Regions from separate parts of the Mus musculus genome. Here regions 1, 3, 4, 5, 6 and 7 are each linked to region 2. Evidence: chromatin contacts called from public promoter capture Hi-C data. All regions are on one chromosome and are shown on one strand. The core of a region is the stretch at or near the end of the contact, and the rest is flanking DNA. Distances in the headings are between cores, read along the strand shown.

Region 1 (3,274 bases), core at 291-2,790, 1.6 Mb after region 2:
GAATTAGGAAACAACAGGGAAGGAAAGAGGAGGGGGAAGAAACTTAAAACAGGAGGGATAAAGAGAAGATGCTGACACAGGACTGCAGAGGCTAAGACCAATGAAGGCCTCAGGAAATCAGTGCATTCCAAATGGCACACCTGTAGGCTTGTGGAGGCCTACTGTTTATCACATGATTAGTCCCTCTGTAGCAGGGGAGTGAGTAATCGCGGTTGTCACACAAATAAATGGGTATGTCTGTGGCTAAAATATTTGTAAAATGGAGAGCTGGTTAGCAACCCCCAGGTCATAGCTTTCCGATCCTCTTCTAAAGGACACAAAACAGGGCTGGAGAGATGGCTCAGTGGTTAGGAGCATTGACTGGTTTTCCAAAGGTCCTGAGTTCAATTCCCAGCAACCACATGGTGGCTTACAACCATCTGCAATAGGACCTGATGCCCTCTTATGGTGTGTCTGAAGACAGCAACAGTGAACTCATATAAATAAAATAAATAAATCTTTAAAAAAAAGGACACAAAGCAAATTATGTTTTCTATGTCCACATACATAATACTATGAACCATAAGCTTCATAGCCTGCACAAGCATAGAGAGGTGGGAGGAGCCTGGGCCTATGAAGGCAGCATGTCAGTGATTTAATTCTCTTTATTTAATTGAGTTTTCTGAAATGAGGATATAACCTGCTCTGACTTACTAAATGGTTACGGAAGGTCTAGAAACTTCCCGACTACACAACGGGAACATTTAGAGCCTGCAAAGTACCAAAAATAGAAAATTACATAGGCCTGGTTGCCAACCCACAGTCTGATCAAGCAATGGCTGAGATAAAGGATGCAAGGGCGATAGGCTGAGCTGTTAGAGAGGAAGGGCAGCGACAGCAAACTGGGAGTAGAAGGTCCCAGAAGGGCTTTCCTAGAGGGGTGACACTTCAGTAACAGGGTAGGAGGTGGCTTAATGGTGATGATATCCGAATCCTATAAACAAAGAACAATGACGCAGATGAAGCTTCCAGAAGTTGTAGTGGAGTCGACCCCAAAGGCTTTTTAGCCAGTTGAATTATTTCTTCAAAAAGGGAAAAAAAAAAAAAGATAATAAATGGTTCTTAAGAATTTTTAAGTCCCAGTTCAGAGGGGCCGGATCCTCACTCGGCAAAGTAGTCAGCTCAATCACCCAGGATTCAACGCAGAGGGAAGGCCTGGGGACCCTCACCCAGAGTGCCAGCCTTTCTGAACTAACCGGGTCACGTGGAAAGAGCATGGCGGTTCCCCGAGGGGCTTGAGAGTTCTCCCTTCCCTGGAATCGCCCTCGACTTTCTGCCTGCCCTTTTGCTGCGGCAGGATGATCAAAGCCGCGGAAGGATGAGCAAAGCCCACCGGACACACAAAGGTTGAGCATACCTTGGATGACGCCCACCACGGCAGCCCCTGACGCCAGGATCCCGTAGTGATGATGCGGGTCTATTCTGCCCCATCACACCCCATCGCCCACCCAGGACCTCAGCTCCAGGACTCCTACTCACCTCACTCAGGGCCCAGGCTTCCGCGGTTACCATGGCGACGGCGCAGCCGCGCCTCACCCAGCGCTCAGGTTCTGACTGGGCGGGAAGGTCAGGGACGTCAAAGCGAAGGACATTAGAGTGAAAAAGCTAGAGATATTCTTCGAGTAACGCAAAATCAATGCTCTGATGGTAGTATGAAGGCGTTTTATTATGTAAAAATTTCTGTAATAGGTCTGAATTTAACTACTTTAAAACTTTAATGAAAAATGAACTGTGCTCGTTCCTTGTTGGTCTCCTCGTTTGCCTTCAAGTGAAAATTTTTTGTGTTGAAAGCATAAGGGTGAATTCTATATTTAAAAAATAATGCGATGAAACGTCTTGCTTACCTTTCTAGTTGTTTGGGGGAACTCATACAGTTAAACTTTGTGTCACCTAGACTGTTCCCTGACAACTAGATAGGGGCAAAAGGAACTTAGGAATTATATGTGCTAGATTCTTTTTTTTTTTTATTCGAAATGTAAAGTCCAAAACAGCTCTTAGGGTGGGCAGAACGAGGGGAAAACCTGAGAAAAATCAGCAGAGAAGTACCACCTTAGTTGTCTAGCAATATACGTGTTCCCGCAGTTTGGCAGAGAGAAAACCAGGAAGTTTTGTTCTGAAGTCAAAGGGAGCTATCACTTGTTTCTAGAATGAAATCGTTAACAAAGAGGCCATATTCCTGATGGGCTCAGCATTTGCACTGAAGATGAATACCCACTTTAAAAATCAACGTTTGAAGCCTGGAGAAACGGCTTCGTGGTTAAGAGCACATATTCTTACAGTTTGAGTCCAGCACCACAGCAGGCAACTTACAACTGCCTCAGGCTCCAGCTTCAGGGAACCTACCCTCTCTGGCCTCCTTAAGCAAATATACATGTACACATGCAGGCACATACACAAAAATAAATCATAAAGAATGTAAAATAAGTAAAATAAAAGGCATGATACTCAATGAACTCAATCATGTCATTAGAAACTAAAATAAATGTTTTCAGGGCATAGTAGCATAGAACTTTAATCCTAGCACTGGGGAAGCAAAGGCAAAGACAGATCTTTTCTGAGTTTGAGGCTAGCCAGGGCTACACAGTGATAGCCAGTCCCCAAAACAAACAAAATAAAGTAAAAATAAAAATGAATGCATGACTTAAGGCCCAAGCAAAAAAATCAACCACCATCAAGCCGAAGTTCTACAATGTAAAAAAGATGAAATCTCAGATTTATTTTTGGTTTGTTCTTCACGATGATCTGTATAGCCTTAGCTGTCCTGGAACTTTCTCTGTAGACCAGGCTGGCCTCAAACTCACCGAAATCCATCTGCCGCTGCCTCTCAAGTGCTGAGATTAAAGACATGTGGCACCACCACCTGGCTGAAATCTTAAATTTTAAATGTGAAGGGTGTTTTGTTTTGTTTTGTTTTGTTTTGTTTTGTTTTGTTTTGTTTTTATTCAACAAAGATGTAGTGGCCAAAAATTTAGAATGTGACATTTTAGACAGAGACTTAAGCCAGATGCTCTGTGGGCTGCAAGCGTATTCCTACAGCCACCATGTAGCAGATCTGTTAGACTGAAGGCTGTTTCCTACAGAAGCGGGTAGTGAGAAGCCAGATGTGCCTTCGGTTTGAACACATCATTTTAATATGTTCTGCTTTCACTGTAGTCTTTTTCTGAGGGAGGTCTGTTTGTTTTTAATATATGGATAAAAAAATGACATAATACATAATCCTATGCAATTTTATTTA
Region 2 (2,906 bases), core at 384-2,883:
AGACTGAAAAACCTATTGAATTCTTGGACCTTCTGTTCATTGGCAGCCATTGTTGGATTAGCTATACCAGAGTCCATAAATCATTCTAACAAAATCTCTTTCTATATATACATAGAGATTCATTCTATAAATTCTGTTACTCTAGAGAACCCTAATGCACAACTCTTAGAAACTCATGAATTAATATTCTGTTTGTACATGTCAGTCTCATAACCAGGTAGATGTCAGCATATTTGATTGTTGGAGGGATCCTGCATTGCTCAAGAAAGATACTTCAAGTCCAGGATACAGAAGACTGGTTCTAATGGATTGTGGGAAAATAACCAAGGTGTTTTCTTGGTGAAAAGACAGGCCTCTCTCTGTCCTGTTCTATCAATCAGCAAATTATGTCTCATTTTGGAAGGTCTCTGAAGGGGCTAAGGGTTATAGTTCAGTTGGATTAGCACTTGCCTAACATGTTGAAGGCAAGCCCCAGATTCGAGCCCCAGAAATGCAAAGCAAACAAAATCTAAAACAAATGATCACAAATGTCAATTGGGGAAGAAGTTACTTGTGGTTACTGCGCTATTATTTTATGGTTGTTCTAACGTTGTGGTATCACCCCATGAATACATGCCAGTTGCAAGCGGAGGAGTTTACTCAGACCAGGACAAGAATCTTTGGATTTATTATACACTATAGATATCTCATAAAGTAGAGAAATATCACATACTCGTGGATTACCTTCTTTCCGTTGGGGAAAGGAAGACCAAACCTAGAGACTTGCATATATGTGACAAGATACTACGCGGCACTGAGGTACATGCTCAGCCCCCAGGTAGAATATTATCATTTTCCTTCCTCACTTCGGGTACTGCCTTGTCTCTACTATACACTTACCTAGTAAACATCTGCATGAATGACTCTTTTTTTTTTTTTTTTTTTTTTTTTGGCTTTCGAGACAGGGTTTCTCTGTATAGCCATGGCTGTCCTGGAACTCACTTTGTAGACCAGGCTGGCCTTGAACTCAGAAATCCACCTGCCTCTGCCTCCCAAGTGCTGGGATTAAAGGCGTACACCACCACGGCCCGGCCTGCATGAGTGACTCTTAACTGTTAGTTTTCTCTGTTAGGTAGTTGTTCCAAGAGGTAAACATTGCCAGAGGAGTCAGAAATAAACAGTGCCTTATTTTACACCAAAATTACAAATGCCGAAGGTGGCCTCAGCAAAGCACGCCAGTCGCTTTTGTCCCTAACACTTGGATTATTTTTTTCACTCCGAGGTAACTTCGGTCTTCTCAAATTGCCACCACACCATGGCCCCTCACTTTGCCCCCCCCCCCCCCCTAAGAACATTCGGTCAAAGCGCAGGTTGTAAACGTTTATGTTCCTCCATCAGTTGTTGTCAATGCACGGAGACAAACCAAGTCGTGATTCCTCACGGAGGGCTCAAGGTTTTTGGAATCTTCCCAGGTGGAAAAGCTTTGTCTCCGAAATGGCTCTGCTTGACGAACTCCCTCCTTCCAGTAGGAGGTAGCGTTGCCCTCCGCCGCAGTCGAGAAGCGGCGGAGGCTGTCACGTGACCCCGCAGCCTCAACCCCTCCACCCCCCCCGGGGCGGTCTTGCGGAGATTTGCCTTACGTACGCAACGTCATGACGTAGCACGTAGGGGCTGGCTAGCCGCCATCTTGCTTCTTTTTCTCGCTCGCTCTCACCCTCTCAGGAGGTAGCGAAAGTGCTTTGGCGGTTTGTACGGCGGTGGCTCGGGCTTTCGGGACCGAGCGGCCCTGCGGACGGTCTCTCGAGGCAATCTCCCCTCCCCTGACCCTGATCCGTCCGGGGCGAGCCCCTTGGAAGCGCGCAGACTTGGTTCTCAACCCTGGCGGGTAAGGAGAGCGAGGGCGTCCGGACCGTGAAGAGGCCCGATGGAGGAGGGAGGGAAGGCACGGGCGCTGGAGCCAGGCCTGGGGGCCCGCGGCGTCTCTCCCTGGGCTCCCGGCGTCGTGCTGTCCGCGGAGATCCGGAGCAGGGCTCGTCGCCCATGTGCGCGGCGTGTGCTGCGGCGGGGCGGCCCTGCGATGGCCGAGGGAGCCTCCGCCCGCGCGGGGCCTGCGCGCGCCGTTTTTCCACGGCGTGGAGGACGGTGCCCGTGGCGGCTCCGAGCGCTCTTAGTGCCTGCGGATGCTCCTGTGGTGATGGCTGGCGTTTGCAGCCAGCGGTGTGTAGTCCAGGGCGGTCGTAGAGGCTCTACCAGGACCCAGGACCAACGAACCCCACTTCCGCTGGGGACAAGCTGAACAACTTCTTGGAGGATTTGAGTAGTCTTTTCCTCCCTCTAGGCCGCTCCAGCCCGGCATTTGTGGGAATACGGCTCGGCTGCTGCCTGATTTTCAGAGAGAGCGTTTAGTATTACTGGTTGCTAGAGTAGAGACCCTAGTTAAGACCGAAGAAAAATAGCATGGGAGCCAGTGAGGACTCTTGCTTGATTTTGCATATAAGGACCGCTCTGATCTCTTTAAAGGGGATGTATATTTGTTTGAAGTGTGTTCAAGATCTTTGGGGTGGGGGGATCCAACTTGCCTAGTAATTCCTGACTCTTAAAACTACCCGGATTTCCGCATTGGCTGGTCTTCAACCTCGGTTCATAAATTCATACCCCAGCAGGATACTTAGAATTGTACAGTAGGCGGCCCTCCTGTTAGGGTTTCTCTTTGGGAATGCACCAGAAGAATCGGAAGATGCTTGCTTCATCGAGTGCTCAGGAGTCAATTCCCGCTAATAGACGTTACAGAGAGGGTGGTATGAAGCGGCCACCACGTCTGACCTCTAGCATTTTTTAAAAGTAGATTTAAGCTTCCATGTTGGTCATTAAGATGCTGCTTTGGCTGGAGCCATTTTTAGGTGTGTGTCACAGATGCACTGCAGCAT
Region 3 (3,202 bases), core at 224-2,723, 1.7 Mb after region 2:
TTTGGCAGGAGAGCTCCTAGTCTTTTTTATTATTTTTGACTTTACAAATTCTTCCTGTCCATAGCAGCCATGCAGGTCCCACTTATCCGAACCCCTCTGTTAAAAATCTTCCATCAACTGAACTTTCCTTCAGAAGGCAGCGTCTTCCCTCTGCCACCACCTCCTCCCGTTCTTCTCCCCACTTGTTTGCTATTTAGATAGGAGTCTTCATCAGTTCTGTTTATACAGAATCTTTCTTTAAAGTAGGCTAACTAGTACAATAACTGCTAAGTATACATTACTTTTCAGGCATGTTTGTAAGCACTTAACAAAGATTAAGCCTTTAACGAATATTCTTTTGTTTGGGGGTGTTTTGTTTATATCGAGTGACAGTCTCTCTGTGTAGCCCAGGTTGGCCTAGAACTCACGGCAATTCTCTTGCCTCAGCCTCCCTAGTCCTGGGACATATCTGGTACTACTGTTCACTCCTCAAACGACCCTATTAGTAAGTACGCTGCTATGTTGCCAGGTGACTGGAGGGAAAGGTTCTACGAATTTCTCAATTCTTCGCCTCCTTTGACTCTTATGCCCGTGGCAAAGGGTCCTATCAGCCTCTTTCTAGTATCCACGGAACTATATCTCTCATCAAATTCTCTTGTACTCAGTTCCTAACACACAACTAAAACTCAGTAGTTTTTCTTGTGGTTAGTCCATGAAGAAAGTCCCTGAGTTAGTCACTGCAATATTGCCACAAAAGTCAACCCACTGCTCCCATACTAACGCTCACGTTGACGTTAGCTTCCGTTTGTACACATCTTAAATACACAAAAGCATTGCAAAGACAACAGTCACACAACAGAAAGAAATGCAGTACACGGCCAGTCGAGGACCCAAAAGCTCTTACCAAAACTATGTCGTAAAGACACTGTCATCCACTCCGGATTCACGAATCATCCTTCAAGTTTTGCTCCAAGACTACGTCGAGACGAAAGGTTTTGGTTTTTTAAGAAGAAGAAAGTGGCCAAAATGACTGCTTAAGAGAGAACCGAAGCAATCCCCGGTGAGTTCAGAAGAGACATCAGGAGTCCTGGAGTGAACCTAGCTTCCCTCAGGCTCGAGCAAGACCTGCGACTTCCCCCGGGAGAGACAGCTCGGCTTCCCAAGCTGCCCGGCTCTATGATCCTCGCTCTTCGGAAGCTGGCGCCGGCCCACGAAAAACAGGGAGTCCCCAAAGACCCTTCTCCGGAGCTCTCCGGGGATCAAAGGTAGACTTGAAAGTTCCGCTCGTCTAGGCGCTTTTCCACACACGCCACGCCCTCCAGTTTAAAATCATTTCCCGACTTGCCCTGCGGCCGACTCGGAAAGCCTCGCCTGTGGCCCTCCGATTTCACGTAACTGAAAGCAACTGAAGTCGTCATTTTAACTGAGGGCAAGGCTTGGAAGGCTTCAATCAATAGCCTCAAATTCCCAATCCCCTATTGCGCCGCGTTGTTCTTCCGTTTTCCAACCGGTGCGAAACTTTCCCGCATACTGCCGCCCACAATAAACATGGCGGAGGCGCCCTCGTCCTGATTGGCCGGAATCCTTGCGTAACTTTGGCGCTCGCCGGGCGTCAGAGGGACTGGCTTGTGGATGTGGTTTGTGTCTGGGTTTGAACCTCAGAGCTGTTTGGATTTGTTCGTCTTCACCTTTCAGGAAAATCCAGGATGGGCCGCCAGGTTTGGGAAAGTTGAAACACGAGGCTGCACCTCCTTATATTTCTGCTTATGCCCTGGTCACCTTCGAGATACGTGGGAATAAAGGGAGGACGCGCGCCTGGTGGCCGGCCTTCCGGCTGGGGCGCTCTGGCACTGGCGCTGCTGTTGAGGCATCTTCGGGGCTCAGCCTTGTTTAATTAAAGTGGGAACTGATGCACTGAAGGAAGCAAAGGCTTTCCCCCTACCCACTCACCTAAGGTCTCTGGAGACCTTGCAGGTCAATCTACTTTGTAGATACTAGAACGTTCAGCGGAGCAGGGTCTGGATGCATTTGCGTGGGAACTAGAATTTTAAGGGTTCCCAGGTATTCCGAAAACCGAGTTTTGAGCACCACCACACCTGCAGCGTGGGATTCGTGATTGTCTCTCCGGATCCCGGGACTTCAACATGTATCTTGGTTTTTGGTTAAGTCGTCTATGCAGGGGTTTATCCAGACCCATCGGGAAGACCATGCGGCCAATCTGGGGTTCTCTTTCCAGAAATCTGGCGTTGAGTTCACAAAGAATTCCAGGTGAAGGCAGCTACGAGCTTCCGCCTGTTTTTGACAGCTTGTTTCCCTGATTCTAACTGCATTTTAATACCAGGTCATTCATTCTCTTGATTAGTTATAATTAAGGTCCCCCCCTTGATTATAAAAAAAAAGTAGATAGCCTGTGTAGTGTATACTATTAGTAGAAAAACTAAAGTAATAATTTAAATAAAATCTTTTCTAATAGTTTATTGATTTACAAATGATTGTTATAAACTATACTTGTACTAAAGTTAAATACTAACTGCACTGTCAAGCAGGTAATTTCTAAAATTATATGTCACTTACCAAAATGGACAGCTACCATTTTATGTCCCTTCAAGTGCTAGTTTATGTACAAGGTTTAGATTTTTAAACAGAAGGCAAAATTTTCCTTTGGGGCAGTTATTTGCTTGGGCCTTGACACTTGTGCAGGTAAACACAATAGGGATATTGTATAATCTAGGCTATTTTATAAACTACATCAGACCTACAAGATGGCTCAGTGGCTTCAGGCACTTCCTGCCAAGCCTGAGTACCAGAGTTGACTCCCAAAACTCACACTGTGAATGGAAGAAGAGAACAGAATCCAACAAGTTGTCCTCTGACTTCCACAGGGGCACCGTGGCATGTGAGCCCACATACCTGTGGGTACGCACACATAAACACACACACACACATCTAATTTAAAATTTTTACAACTTCACCCATTGACCTGAAAGAGCTGATACATCATGAATGGAGAGTATTTTTAAAGAAAACTACAAACATTCTTACTGATGCCTTTTAAAGTGCTTTTTCCTTCTCTTCTTAAAGAATTCAGTAGCTTTGTTGCTCGGACCAACACATGTGGAGAGTTGCGTTCGTCCCACTTAGGCCAAGAAGTCACTCTGTGTGGATGGATTCAGTACCGCAGGTAAACTGAAGAAAATGGTTCAGGAATACATGGAGGTCGTTT
Region 4 (3,069 bases), core at 402-2,901, 1.6 Mb before region 2:
GCATGCCCGGAGAATTCCACTCTTCATGCTCAAGGACCAAGTTTTGATTTTGATGAATCATGAGTCACAGTAAGAAAAGTACTTATATAATAATCAGCTTAGCTGGGCGAGGTGGCGCACGCCTTTGATCCCAGCACTTGGGAGGCAGAGGCAGGCGGATTTCTGAGTTCGAGGCCAGCCTGGTCTACAAAGTGAGTTCCAGGACAGCCAGGGCTATACAGAGAAATCCTGTCTCGAAAAACAAAACAAAACAAAACAAAATCAGCATACACCACACACACACACACACACACACACCAGATCAAATGCTAACTAACTTCATGCCACAAATGGTTACAATAGATGGGAGCAAGAGAAATCAAGAGCAAAACAGATGAACGGTCACTTCCACACTTCCTTCGTTAAAGTAGAAATACGAGGCTACAGAATAGGTAAAATCATTGATTATTTGGAATCCAATACTGAATACATTGCCTCTTAGATTCTGTCAAGTGCCTAGAAAGGAGAAAAGAGGGAGGAAAGAGATTGGGTCTGTGAAGTAAAGGTTTGAAAAGGTCTCTTTGGTACCAAAGGACCAGATTGGTTAACAAAAAGGACTGCTGAACGTCAGTCAATGAGAAAGCCTCATTGTGCAGATGCCTCTTGCTAAGTCACAGCTACACCCACCTGAAGGCAACATTTTGCTCTGTCCCGTCCACCACGCACAAGTGCAGAGATGACTAAAGATGAGTTAACTAGAACTCTGTGCACTAGAGCAATGGGTACATTAAAACCATCTAAAGGCTTATTAAAACGCAAAGTATCAAGCCCCATTCCTATTCAGTCATAATTTATGGTGGTGTTGGTGAATGCTAGAACTCTCCAAGTAATCCTGAAAAACATACCTGCTAAAACACAGTGATCTGGAAAGTATGAAATGAACTAGACGCTGAGCCAGCAGACAGCTATTACTAAGCGGTCCTGGTAGGAGATGCAAGGTAGAACTCCACCGCTTGGGAGAACTGACTCCAGCACTCAGGGAGATTCAGATCCAAGTTAGTGTTGAGACAGCACCACGTCGATAAGGGTCTGCAAGCTTGAAAAACGAAAAAGATAAACAATGCAAGCTTATAAACGGTTTATTCGAAATAATTCTCATCGGGTTTTCTTAGATTCCATATCACCCCCATTTACTTTCTGTTACATTGCTCTAGCTTGAGGTCTTAGTGGCGCTAAAATGGAAATTAGGGTGCTGCAAGAAAAGGGGTGCGCAGAGGCAGAAGGAACTGCTCCTAGCGAGGTAAGAGGTGATGAAAGGCGGGGTGCCCAATCGCCCAAAGACTTGGATGTTCCGTAACCAGGGTCTCGGAGCCTTTCATAGGGCCTCCCTATAACACTTACCATAGTTTGTAGATCTCAGCACAGGAAATAGATTCCTGTACACAGGAAGACTACACCACCACCAATGATCCGGTTACTCTGGCAACGCAAGCCCCGCCTTCCTCCAGCCACTGCTTCGAAGACGCCGCCTCGAAGCTGCTTCGTCTCCATTGGCTGGGAGTAATTAGGCCCCGCCCATTCACTCAAAGATCCACCCTTTGCCTCATCGCCTGGGGCAACGCGACGCCACCTTCTCCGTTCCAACGCGTTCACTTCCGTCTGGCTGGTAGTGACCCGGAAGTTTAAGCGTCCATACCGCTTGCATTATCTATTGGTACTTTTTTTTTAAGTAGATATCTTCCAGTTTTCGCTTTCCGAGCCGATACATAGTAGACCCTGTCTCTCTTCATTTTACACACAGCACGAAGTGTCAGTTGGTCCTTGTCCTTCAGAAGAGCATTCCGGAAATGAAACCCTGTGTAATAGGAAGTGATTAGAGTGAGCGAGGCGCTGCGTGTCAGGGAGGCTTGGGCGGGTTGGCTTCCGAGTGCCAGGGGAGTTTACAAGTCAGCCGGCTGCTGAGCGAGTGAAGAGCCTGAGCGGTGGACATTGAAGTAAGGATATCACAGGTAAGTCCTGGAGCCGGCCCGTGTGCCGGACGCGGTGGGAAGAGGATGGTCTGGGCTGGAGTTCGGCAGCCATTGGTTTGGGATTTAAAGGTTGTTCTGGGAAGAGGCTCCTCCTGACAGGGACAAACTTGGGCTCATACTCCTGGGGAATGAGGCTGACAGGCTTAATTTTTCCACCTCCTCTCCTTTTAAACTCGGCACCCATGCCTCCCCACACCTTCACCCGGTGTTTCTTAGACAAGGACACTTGCTCATCGGCATCGCATGGTCCCAGCGAAGTTTCTGACTTTAAAGTCTCTGTTTGCCATTGGATAGAGTTTCAGGATGCATTCCCAGGGCAAGGATTTGTGATGTTCAGGAAGTTAGACCGGGTACTGAATCGTATACATCTAGGAACAGTCAGCTTTTAGGACGTGTGGTCACCTATTCTACAGTCTAGACTCCAGAGACCACTTAAACCTATGCCTGGGTTTTCATTATTTAACAGGTATACATTACAGCCCGTCAAAAGGAAATAATGAAGAACGTGGGTACTAAAGACAGAAACAATTAAAAAATAACTTTTAAAGTAGATGCATTCTCTGAATATATTGTTATTGCTTTAATTCTTTCGTATGTATACATCTCTAGGTCTTCGGTGAAAGTCTTGGATTGTATTCTCATTAGTTATGGAAAAAATGACTACCCTTAAAAGTTCGGAAAACAAAGGTAAGTGTTTTTGTTTTGATAATAATTGATTTGGTTTTTTGTTTGATTGGTTGCTTTTTTGGTTTGGGGGGGAGGGTTGTGTTTTGGGTTTATTTTGGAGTAGGAGGGCGTTATTTGAGACAGGGTTTCTCTGGGTTGCCTTGGCTGCCCTAGAACTCATTGGCCTTGAACTCAGAGAGCTCCCCCTTGATTATCTAGTAAGGCAGGTAATACAACTGTTCGTTTTATTTTTACTACACTGTAACTATTGTTAGTGAAAACAGATGTTTGTGCTACATGGATCAATGAAAACTATACCTATATTTGATGTCACTTGTCTGCATCCTTTAACTGTCTCGGGAGAGCAATGTGATTGTCAGTATAACAACAGAAC
Region 5 (3,202 bases), core at 93-2,592, 1.9 Mb after region 2:
GGAGAAAGTGAGCTAAGTCCTAGCCTTCATTGTCCCCTTTGTCAAATAACTTCGCTTTGTTTAGAAGATACCTGAAGGCAAATGCTATGTATGGCCTTTTCGTGTGCTGATTTTCTCATAGAGCCTGGCTCAGTATCTACTTCTCGTATATTTACAATGAGACTCTGCAAACGTGGAAGTCAACAGATGATTTGTGTTAATTAGATCCTAACTTTATTAGGTATCAAACTTAAAGCATTGAGTCAGGTTCTGGTTAGGAGGTCTACTCAGGGTACAGAGCTTAACAAAAATACCTTCTGGGAAGGACCTAACACGGAGGGGAAACCCGAATGAGTTGGAACACTTTTGCTATGACACAGCATCTGTAGGCATTAACATTAAGAAAAAGGAGAAAAGAAACTTGGGTTTGAAGGTCCTTTGACAAATGTTACAGGGTAGCTTTTGGATCTGGGTGGACAATAATGACAGACCAATTGAAGTGTTATAAGAAAAGAGAACTTTCAACTCAAGAAGCTACTCTAGAGGTCCAATCTCTGGACACATTCAATTCAAACAGTAATATTTACTGAACGGATACTTTCTATAAGCCAGGTAGGATTCATCATGAAAGGCACAGAAATGGGTGAACAGGTCCCTCTAGAATCTCTAAAATATTTCACAGATTAAGGGTACACATATTTGTGCCATAAACCTGAGAAAAAAAGTTCTTATGAGATTCAAGGAATGTACAGGTCTTTTCTGGCTGCTTGATCTAGAAAGGAAAAAATTCACAGTTCAAAAATTAGTACAATATTTGTGGCAGAAAGTAAATACTTTAGTTTATCTGTCCTCCAAAATCTACTCTCTGAAAGGCTAAAAGGTGAGACCCGGGATGCCTTTACCGTTGGGTTAGCGCTTTCCTATGTAGTCTGAGTCTGGAAGAATCAATGAAGGGGGATGCCTCCAAGCACCTTCAAAGGACAAAGAGTCCCGGTGGAAAAGTTAGTCCTCCGAGGTGACTTACTGGCCTCACGGAATGGAAATATGTAAAACAGGTTTGTTAAGAAAGAATCTCCCCAAAAGGGACTTAGAACTCAGTCAGTGCTGGGGATGATTGCCAGGCACCAGCACGCGTGCTGGAGGAGGTCCTCGCGTGCCTCCGCTCTCCTAGCTCGCCCTCTGCCCTCTGCTCAGGTTTGTACTCCGCGCTTTCAGGGTTGGGGGGGCCAAGCCGAGTCAAGCGAGCCTGTGGACGCGCGCGCGCGCCGCCGACTTAGGCAGAGAAGGCACCTCCGCCCTCGGGAGCGCGCACGCCGCGCCGAGGGGCCGGGCGCGCGCGCTCCCGCCGACCGCCTCCTCCTCAGTCCGCCCCCTCCCTCGCCTCTTCCTGCCGTGCGGTCCTCTCCCCTCCCCAGCCCGCTCCCTCCGCCCCGTTCCCTCCGCCCTCCCTGGGCTTCGGCCGCGGCGGAGTGAACGGGACGGGCCCGGCCGCAGAGCTCTGGGCGGCGGGTGGGACTCGGGCGTCTGACAGAGTTGTTGTTCCGGCACGGCCGCGGAGACGTGAGGTGAGGTGAAAGCGGCCTTCGAGGGGGGCTCGAGGGCGGCCTGACGGCTGGGAGCCGCGCTCCGGGGGGTTTTGAGGTGGACCCGGCTGGTTCAGAGAGGGTCGGGGTGCGAGGCCCGGCCCGGGACCGGGATGCTGGAGCGGGGCGGAAGGCATCCGGCGGGCTCAGCACCGTCGGCCGCCTCCGGGACACCCGGGTTCTCCGTGTGGCTGGCTCGTCGCGGTGGGGCGGCCGGGCGGGAGGCGGGGTTGGCGCCCCTCACCTGGGGCCGGGTGGTGGCTTGGGCGGCCGCCGCCTCCAAGTGTGCCCTCCTGACATTGCCGCCGCCCCCGCCGGCGGTGGCCGGGATGTGGCTGCTGCTGGGCTCGCAGTCCCAGCAACCCCGAGTCCGGGGGGGCGTGTGGACAGGTTTATTTTCTTACCCACTTGAAAGCGTCGGTTGGATCCCGTGTCCTTCCCTCGCTCTTCCCTTTCCTCCGCCCCGCGCACTTTGCTCCGTTCCTGCTGGCGATGCTTGTGGTTTTGCTGTCTGGGATAGGCTGTTTTTTGGGCAGATCTCTACCTGCCAGGAATGCCCCGCTTCAAAGTTGACCGCGTGGGCCCCGACAGACACTCATCCACACCCACGCGCATGTTGTCCTCCGTGTCCTGATAACTGAGTCAAAGTTTCTGAGACCGAGCTGGTACTTTGCTCGGATCGCCAACGGTGCAGGGCTGGGCAGTGCGTCAGCATGTGGAAAGGGGCCACTGGCCATTGGGGAGGTGGCCAGGAGCAAGGAAGGCTGAACTGAGAAGTTCATTTGTGGTCTCAAGACAGTTTCGTTCAGGTGCTTATATATTCTTTTTGGACTTCTCAGAGTTGGTTATATCAGAAAAAGACTCGAATTTAGGCGATCGTTTTTTCAGAACCGATGGTATGCAAATTAAATGAACCGCTAACCTTTAATGGTAAGGGCTTGCTTGACCTGCTTAGTGCTGTTTGGAAACAGATGTCAAAGCATGCATTTTTTTTTCCAATGGACAGTTTAGATGATTTTAATGCATCTAAATTTTCTTGTGTATGAGAAGAGGTAGATAGTTGACTGTCACAATTCAGAGAACACAATTTCCTGAAAACCTTAAGACTTTTCTTGTAGTAGTGTTTACATTTGGCAGCCGCTGCACTTCTGTAGAATGTCCAGTAATCGTGATCAGGAGGTACAGACATGAAGTTTGTAGTCAAATTGGAAGTGGATTCTATTCGTGGAAAATACTAGTTTACAAGCTGCCTGGAAAGGGAAATTGGCCTGTGATTCATTGTCTTAGTTGTGTTCTCTATATGAAACTGACACTGAGGTTGAAAGGAGAAAGGCTAGATGAATTTAATATAGTATATGTTACTACAAAATGTACTTCTTGGGAAGCTAGCTAAGACTTTGAGTTAGATTGATGACCATATTAAATTAGTTCAAGATGTACTCTTAATATACTAAACCACCTGGGGAGAAATAGATGTGATTGTTCAGGGCTTATCTGTGAGCATGTTGGAAAGCTTAATTTGTGCTCTGGGAAGCTGCAAATAAGGTAGGAAGCTCCAATATTATTGAGGAAAATAGCAAATATACAAACAAGTGCAAAAGGTATGGCTGTAGACCTATGGCAGTTTTCTTTCTTTCCTT
Region 6 (3,129 bases), core at 53-2,552, 1.8 Mb after region 2:
AACAGAGAAAAAAGAATCTTCTCCAAATTTTGGGACAAACTGGAAAAAAAATGATTAGAATATGAGACAGACACATGAACTCCTAAGGGAGACAGATGAACCACTTCTCTGTCCTAAGTGCTTCCAGCAGATACCAAAGAGGTTAATGATATCGCCTCTGCTGTACACAATTCAAAATGGCTAGTTAGAAAAGTTCCGCTCAAACCTTAACAATCTGTCTCCGTGCTGCCAATAAGTGGCTTTGTTTCCAGTTTCACGGACTATTCTGGGATGTCAAGAGTTACATTATTGCTGCTTCAAAAAGAGCCCTTGTTTCGGCTAGCTCCCTCGGACCTGGGATGTGAGTACCGTGGTGTTTACAGAGACCTGATGTTTAGAACCTTGTTAGGAAAGGTCCACCCCTTACTACTCCATCCTTTACCAACAACCACATTTTGTGTGTTTTTGTTGTTGTACACTTATAGTCTTTTTGAAAAAGGCACCTGCACATGGTTTCGTCTTGGCCAATAGGGTTTATCTCCAGGAACTCCTGGGAAACCGACACCCTAAAACCCACTTGGCCAAGGGAGGAAGGGGGCTGGGGAGGGAGCAGCCACGCCTGGCAGCTAGGCAGGAGCGGCGGCTGTTTACAGGCGCCTACTCCCTCCCCCACCGCACAGACAGGGGTCCAAACAACATTTCCTGCGAGCAAACTCACCGCCCGCCCGCTGTCCTCCGAGGGACCTCGGAACCAGTCAGCCTCGGACCCCCCCAACCCCCCGCTCCCGCCCCAGCCTCCCCAGCCTTCCCGGCGTCCAGGGCGGCGTCCGCACCGCCCCTCGGCCTACCTACCCCGGCAGGCCCTCCGGGAGGCACGCGGAGGCCTGAGGCCTAAAGGACGCCGGCCACTGACAAGCCCTGGGGCCGGTCCCGAGCGCAGGGCGGGTGAGGACAGCCCCATCCCCGCAGTCGCTGCCTATTGTTCTCGGCCGCGGCCGCCCCGCTCCCCACACTGCCGACCGCCACTTGCTCACCGCTCTGGTCCGAGCAGCAGCTCCTCTCAGCTCCGAGTCCCTGCGGCCGTCGCCACCGTCGCGGCAGCCGCCGCCGCCGCCGCTGCCACCATCGACTCTGACTCTGTCCCAGGCCGCCGGACCACGGCCGTAGCCGCCACCGCCAGCGCCGCCTCCAGCCCCCCACCTGCTGCTGCTGAGGCTGCTCCTGCAGCAGGGGCCATCTTGTTGGTCGGCCTCCCCTTCCTCCTCCGCGTCCTCCGCCGCCCGTCGCTCGTTGTCCTCGTCCCCTTCCTCTTCCTCAGACTCCGGCCCGCCCCGAGACTGGGGCGGAGATGAAGGCGAGGCTCCTCCTCATGGGGCGTGGCCAACGGGGCGGGGCGTGGCTAACGAGGTGGGGCGTGGTCGTCTGAGGGCGGGGCCGGGAGGAAAGCTCTGAGTCACCGGCCCCAACGCCCTGTCGGGAGCGGGCGACGCGCCCCGCCCGTGTCTCGAGCGCTGTCGCGCCCCGAGTGGAGAAACTTGTCCCACCTCCTCCCGGGCCACCCGCCTGGCCTGTGGCCACAGTGCCTTTGGTGCTGGCAGGCAAGAGGCCAGGCGGTTCCCGTAAGCTCACTCCTATGGAGTCTCGCGCTGCCTCTGAGCTTGTCACTTTCTGAGGTCTGGACTCTTCCTCGACTCTAGCATCTTTTTTCTTATATGCTACCTCTCCCCAGCCTCACTCGCGCTTGTGTGTGTGTGTGTGTGTGTGTGTGTGTGTGTGTGTGTGTGTGTGTGTGTGTCTGTGTGTGTGTGTCTGTGTGTGTGTCTGTGTGTGTGTGTCTGTGTCTGTGTGTGTGTGTATGATGGCGTTTCTCTTAAGCTCTGGACTCTTCCTCTTGTATCTGTTTTGCATCCCACCCCTTTCCAGTACCCTGTGTTGTGGGGTGTGTGTGCACACATCTTCGACATAATTCGGTTTAGCCAAATTCTGGAGAACCGAAAGAAACGGAATTCTAATACTATATAGTATTAAATTTATATTCTAATTTTCACATTAAAACTGTCCTCAAGTCAACACCATAAAATGCTCCCCGCTCTCCTTCTGCTTCCTGCTTTGTCTGTGAAAGCAGAGAATTTGTTGTTCTGTCCTTTCTTTTTTTTTTTTTTTTTTTTTTTTTGTTCTGTTTTTGAGACAGGGTCTCTCTATTATATACCCTTGGCTATCCTAGAAATTCTTCTGTAGACCAGGCTGGCTTTGAACTCACAAGAGTTCCATCTGTCTCTGTCTTCCAAGTGAAGGAATTAAAGGCATGGGCCCCATGCCCAGACTGTCCTTTCTTCACTGTAAACTCACCAACATCGATTTAAAACAAACAAACAAATTACTTCCACATCTCACAAGAAACAATTACTGGGTGGCTGTTGGGCTTGTTTGGGCTTTGTTTTGGTTTCTTTTTTTTCCCCGTGGGTGTTTGATTGTTTGTTTGTTGTTGTTTTGGTTTGGCTGGGTTTGTTTTATTCCCGGAACAGAAAATCCTGGAGCCTGGACTGACCTGGAAGTTCTGAACCTCTGCTCCCTGAGAGCTCAGATTATAGGTATGGCCACCTAGCCATACCTGGCCAGGCTTTGGTTCTTGAGACAGGCTCTTGCTTTGAGACCAGGGTGGCCTGGAGCACGTTCACGGGCTCGTCTCTCACCTCATTTTTAATTTTTTTATTTTCTTGGTTTCTCTGTGTAGCTCTGGCTGTCCTGGAATTCACTCTGTAGGCCAGGCTGGTCTTGAACTCAGATTTATCTGCCTGCCTCAGCCTTCCAAGTGCTGGGATTAAAGGCCTGTGTCACCACTGCCTGCCCTGCAAATCCTTCTGCCTCTTAACTTTAGGCTTATAGGTGTAAGACAGCATATCCAGCTCACACAGCTGAAATATCACACATTTTCCTGAACTTGGAAGAGGTTTTTTTGTAGTGATTATAACTTCATGGTGGTGAGATTTCAGCTTATTTTTAGACTTATTCATGCCTTTATTGATTGTGTTTGCTGCTTTGGAGTGAGCTAAATCTGTAATCTCTTAAACTACTAAATACAGCTGTCCCCACTTATCTGAAATTTCTATGATTTGAGTTAGCTCTGGACAACTGTAAACCAAAAATATT
Region 7 (3,171 bases), core at 433-2,932, 1.7 Mb after region 2:
CTTGTAATGGGACCACATGCACACACAAAATTGCTTACATTGCGCTCGCTCTGTTATCCAGCTTCCTGACGAGTCCTGGGGGGGGGGAATCTTTATGTAAAAACTGCTTACTCTGTAAGTAGCCCCCAAATCATTATTTTGTGTGCCTCAGTTATAATCATGGTGGTTTAAAGCTATCGTCACCCCAGCTGTCAAGAGTAGCAAATATGATGTCATCATTGTGGCACTGTCCTTTCAACCTAACTTCTCATTACTATTCAGTACTCACCTCGTAAGCCTTCATCCTCCTTTGCCACAGAACTGGAAATAAGAGATGTGAACAGTCAGTCCCCTTCTTCACGGAACTAAACCCTTTCCAGTAGCTGAATTAAAGCCTCAGAAAAGTGTTTTTCAGAAATCCCTTCTGTCCACTACTCTCATACCATCATGGGCTTTGTGGTCATTATGTTCTAGTCATGCCCCTCCCCCACTGAGTTACCTGGCTGTGAGATCCCACAAGATGTCCCATCACAGAGGTCCACACTGCCATTCCTAAGAAAAATGTTAATCTTTAGTAGTTCTACTTCCACAAAATGGACCTGTCTTACAAAGAACTCCGTCCACATAGGCACTGTTGAGTTGCACATATCCAGCAGTTACATATAAGTCTCTAATCCAGGTACTTCCCAAGAGCAATCGTCCTCTTTGTTAGTGACTAAGGCCTGCTGGCAATCTCTAGCAAAAGCCTTCATCCCATGGTGATCGCGAAAGAAACACCGCGTGGCTTCGCATTCCACCCCCGTTGAACCGTGCACGAGGTGACTCAGCATGCTCTGCCATCAGAATCGTTGGTATTCATCAACAAGCTCAGTTGTCCCTACCAACATAGCCTTCATCATAGCATGAACACGCATGCTGAGTCGTCTTTGTCTGGTGTCCAGACCAAAACCCAATGCTATTTTATGTCACAAATACACGCAGAACCAACCTCCTAAAGTTTCCAGCTTGTGCCCTGAACTAAGCTCACCGGCTGCGCCGGGAATCCCACCAGCTTCCAGTGCTTCAGCCTCCAAGGCCCGAAGCCATAACATACTCAGGAAATTGCATACCTGCTCAGAATGCCGCACAGCTCCGAAAGGCTGAGATGGCGGCTGAGTCGAGTATATAAGGTCTTCGTGACGTCAAGACGCAAAGCTGCTTGCTGCGTCCACTTAAACCCCGCCCCTCACACGCCCTCAGACTCCTCCTCAAGCCCCACCTTCTTCAGGCCCACAAAACTTTCCCTCTGGCCACGCCCCCGAGAGCCCGGAGGGCGGAGTTGCCGCGGGCACGATAGGCCCGCCCTCCGCCTCCCTGAGGAGTACAGGCTGAGGGGAGGGGGCTCCTGCAAGGAAAGCGCTGGGGGTGGGGCGGGGTGAGGGTGACTGATTTCCTTCCGGCACGTCGCTCGCTCCGGAGGAGGGGGCGGGGGGTTTCACTTCCGGGACGGTGTTCCGGCCCATTCCGGCCCATTTCCACCCCCGGAGGTAGGTGCTGCTCCTTGACTGGGCTCGTTCCCCGCACCCCCGCCCCGTTAGCTCATACCCGACGCTCCCGGGCCGCGTCTGGGTTGCAGCCAGCTCCTGCGGCGCTCAGTCGCTGCCCCACCTCCCCTCCCAGCACTCGGCGACCTTCCGCCCCTTTGGCTCCGGGCTGTCGAGCTCGCGGGCCCGCCCCCTTGGCGAGCCCCTCCCTCAGGACCCCGCGCGCGCGCCGGGGCCACACCCAGACACACCCCCGCCCCGGCAACCTCCGCCGCCCTAGACCGATCCCGGGGCGCCGCCCCCTTCCCGGTCCCGCGCCTCACCTGTGCGCCCGCAACTCCCTTGCCGCGGGGCTCTGCTCCTGTCGAGCTTCCCGGCATCTGTGCCACCTCCTCGCTTAGCCAGGTCCCCCTTTTCCCATGCTTCTTGACACTGATAGAGGCCTCCCCAGTACCCGACTGGCCAACCCCAGCGTTCCCGATTCTCCCTTTTACAGCTCTCGCCCCTTCAGTGCCGACGCTAGAGAAAGACTTTACTCCAGGGGCTTCCTCCTCACTGGGGAATCGCTGGAAAGAGCAAACAAAAAAGGCGCTGGTGTAGGCTCCAAAATAAACATCTGAATTCGTGATGGCATCGACAGAGGCACTTAATGGATTAAAAGTTTCAAAACAAACAATAACGCTTTGGAAAAAGGTCAGATTGGTTAAAGTTGCGTCTTGAAAGCCGTGTTTGCACTTACCTGTTTACTCAATAAGTGTATTGTAAATGCGAGGTGATAAAGTGAGCTTGTCCGGACTACTTCCTGGTGTGCTGTGTAGTCTCATAAATTTAGAGAAACATTGGATGCACGGTGAGCCTAAATCCTTGTGGTATACTGGAACTACCCTCAACTAATTAAGACTATTTGATGCAATTGCAGTCTTTGTGGTGTGAAATTTCAGGCTTTATTTTTGTCAGCAGCTGTGGGAAACCAACTTTCCCAGTCAAAGTAGCATCACCACTTTGGAATACCCAAGTTTCAAGTTTGTTGGGGAGAAAAAGTATTACTTAGTTTTTGCTAACTCTGGCAACTAGGCCACAAATTCTCTGCATGTGAATTGAATGCTGACAGGGCTGTGGAATGTTTCTCAGAGTCACCTCAGAGTCCCATATTCAAAAAGTGGGAGCTCAAACTGGTAAGCTTAAAAATATGGGCCTAATCGGGCATGGTAGTCAAACACCTCTAACACGAGCATTCTTTAATCTCAGCAGAAGCAGTCAGCTCTTTTTGAGTTAGAAACCAGATGGTCTACATAGTGAGTTCCAGGAATAGCCTGGGCTTCATAGACCCTGTCAAAAACAAATATCTGGTGGGTGGCTTAATTCTAGCATTCCTGGAGGTAGATCGCTAAGTTCCAGGCTAGTCTGGTCTACTGAGCAAGTTATAGGGCATCCAGAGCTATATAGAGGGACACTGTCTCATGGGGAAAAGTAGTGATAATAGCGACCATTCATGTAGGATATTAGACTTTATACCCAATCTGTATGTGTTTGATGCCCCTTCTTAGTGAACTCCTGTCTTTATTTTATATAGTCTACTAATAAAGTATGGGCATAGCTTGAATTTTTCGCAGTGTAGCAGTCACTTTTTTGTGTGTTAATTACATTTTACAGTGAAATCTAAAATACC

What was found. Promoter capture Hi-C pulls out the DNA fragments that hold promoters and counts their contacts. Capture Hi-C pulls out chosen DNA fragments and counts their contacts.
Region 1: a promoter capture Hi-C map of hippocampal neurons shows a contact between it and region 2, with 5 times the contacts expected there. The contact joins the promoter of Ankrd45 here to the promoter of Prrc2c in region 2. A contact is called at or near these places in 4 of 39 promoter capture datasets (the C10 cell line, hippocampal neurons, liver and 1 more).
Region 3: a contact with region 2 is called in a promoter capture Hi-C map of liver, with 2.4 times the contacts expected there. The contact joins the promoter of Cenpl here to the promoter of Prrc2c in region 2. A contact is called at or near these places in 1 of 39 promoter capture datasets (erythroid cells), 1 of 115 datasets of contacts at active chromatin or transcription factors (astrocytes) and 2 of 9 other capture datasets (adipose tissue and liver).
Region 4: a contact with region 2 is called in a promoter capture Hi-C map of liver, with 4 times the contacts expected there. The contact joins the promoter of Blzf1 here to the promoter of Prrc2c in region 2. A contact is called at or near these places in 4 of 39 promoter capture datasets (the C10 cell line, HPC-7-derived erythroid cells, cranial neural crest and 1 more), 1 of 484 Hi-C or Micro-C datasets (B cells), 1 of 115 datasets of contacts at active chromatin or transcription factors (astrocytes) and 2 of 9 other capture datasets (adipose tissue and liver).
Region 5: a promoter capture Hi-C map of liver shows a contact between it and region 2, with 2.6 times the contacts expected there. The contact joins the promoter of Rabgap1l here to the promoter of Prrc2c in region 2. A contact is called at or near these places in 1 of 39 promoter capture datasets (pre-B cells), 1 of 484 Hi-C or Micro-C datasets (CD4 T cells) and 2 of 9 other capture datasets (adipose tissue and liver).
Region 6: a promoter capture Hi-C map of pre-B cells shows a contact between it and region 2, with 3 times the contacts expected there. The contact joins the promoter of Rc3h1 here to the promoter of Prrc2c in region 2. A contact is called at or near these places in 1 of 39 promoter capture datasets (pre-B cells) and 1 of 9 other capture datasets (liver).
Region 7: a contact with region 2 is called in a promoter capture Hi-C map of pre-B cells, with 4 times the contacts expected there. The contact joins the promoter of Gas5 here to the promoter of Prrc2c in region 2. A contact is called at or near these places in 8 of 39 promoter capture datasets (the 3T3-L1 cell line, the C10 cell line, the HPC-7 cell line and 4 more), 1 of 484 Hi-C or Micro-C datasets (muscle stem cells), 4 of 115 datasets of contacts at active chromatin or transcription factors (astrocytes, embryonic forebrain, embryonic stem cells and 1 more) and 1 of 9 other capture datasets (liver).

What each region holds. Positions count from the first base shown.
Region 1 is chr1:161,140,963-161,144,236 of GRCm38.p6, reverse strand. It overlaps Ankrd45 (ankyrin repeat domain 45), which reads right to left and starts at 1,540. Exons shown (of 8, transcript NM_001368766.1): 1 at 1,519-1,540.
Region 2 is chr1:162,739,283-162,742,188 of GRCm38.p6, reverse strand. It overlaps Prrc2c (proline-rich coiled-coil 2C), which reads left to right and starts at 1,633. Exons shown (of 35, transcript NM_001081290.1): 1 at 1,633-1,864.
Region 3 is chr1:161,069,038-161,072,239 of GRCm38.p6, reverse strand. Cenpl (centromere protein L) reads right to left here and starts at 1,473. Exons shown (of 5, transcript NM_001159930.2): 1 at 884-1,473. It overlaps Dars2 (aspartyl-tRNA synthetase 2 (mitochondrial)), which reads left to right and starts at 1,580. Exons shown (of 17, transcript NM_172644.4): 1 at 1,580-2,247; 2 at 3,061-3,160. The coding sequence starts at 2,124.
Region 4 is chr1:164,306,066-164,309,134 of GRCm38.p6, reverse strand. It overlaps Blzf1 (basic leucine zipper nuclear factor 1), which reads left to right and starts at 1,651. Exons shown (of 7, transcript NM_001160209.1): 1 at 1,651-1,988; 2 at 2,619-2,696. The coding sequence starts at 2,657. Nme7 (NME/NM23 family member 7) reads right to left here and starts at 1,463. Exons shown (of 14, transcript NM_138314.4): 1 at 1,381-1,463; 2 at 885-1,075.
Region 5 is chr1:160,791,078-160,794,279 of GRCm38.p6, reverse strand. Rabgap1l (RAB GTPase activating protein 1-like) reads left to right here and starts at 1,342. Exons shown (of 21, transcript NM_013862.5): 1 at 1,342-1,544. Gm37083 (a long non-coding RNA gene) reads right to left here and starts at 2,385. Exons shown (of 3, transcript XR_003948752.1): 1 at 1,967-2,385.
Region 6 is chr1:160,904,584-160,907,712 of GRCm38.p6, reverse strand. Rc3h1 (RING CCCH (C3H) domains 1) reads right to left here and starts at 1,302. Exons shown (of 20, transcript NM_001024952.2): 1 at 1,014-1,302.
Region 7 is chr1:161,033,112-161,036,282 of GRCm38.p6, reverse strand. Gas5 (growth arrest specific 5) reads right to left here and starts at 1,682. Exons shown (of 11, transcript NR_166052.1): 1 at 1,564-1,682; 2 at 479-531; 3 at 269-300; 4 at 39-75. Zbtb37 (zinc finger and BTB domain containing 37) reads left to right here and starts at 1,434. Exons shown (of 5, transcript NM_001356489.1): 1 at 1,434-1,505; 2 at 1,999-2,195. LOC115487643 (a small nucleolar RNA gene) reads right to left here and starts at 889; the gene lies at 810-889. It overlaps LOC115487678 (a small nucleolar RNA gene), which reads right to left and starts at 433; the gene lies at 372-433. It also overlaps LOC115487638.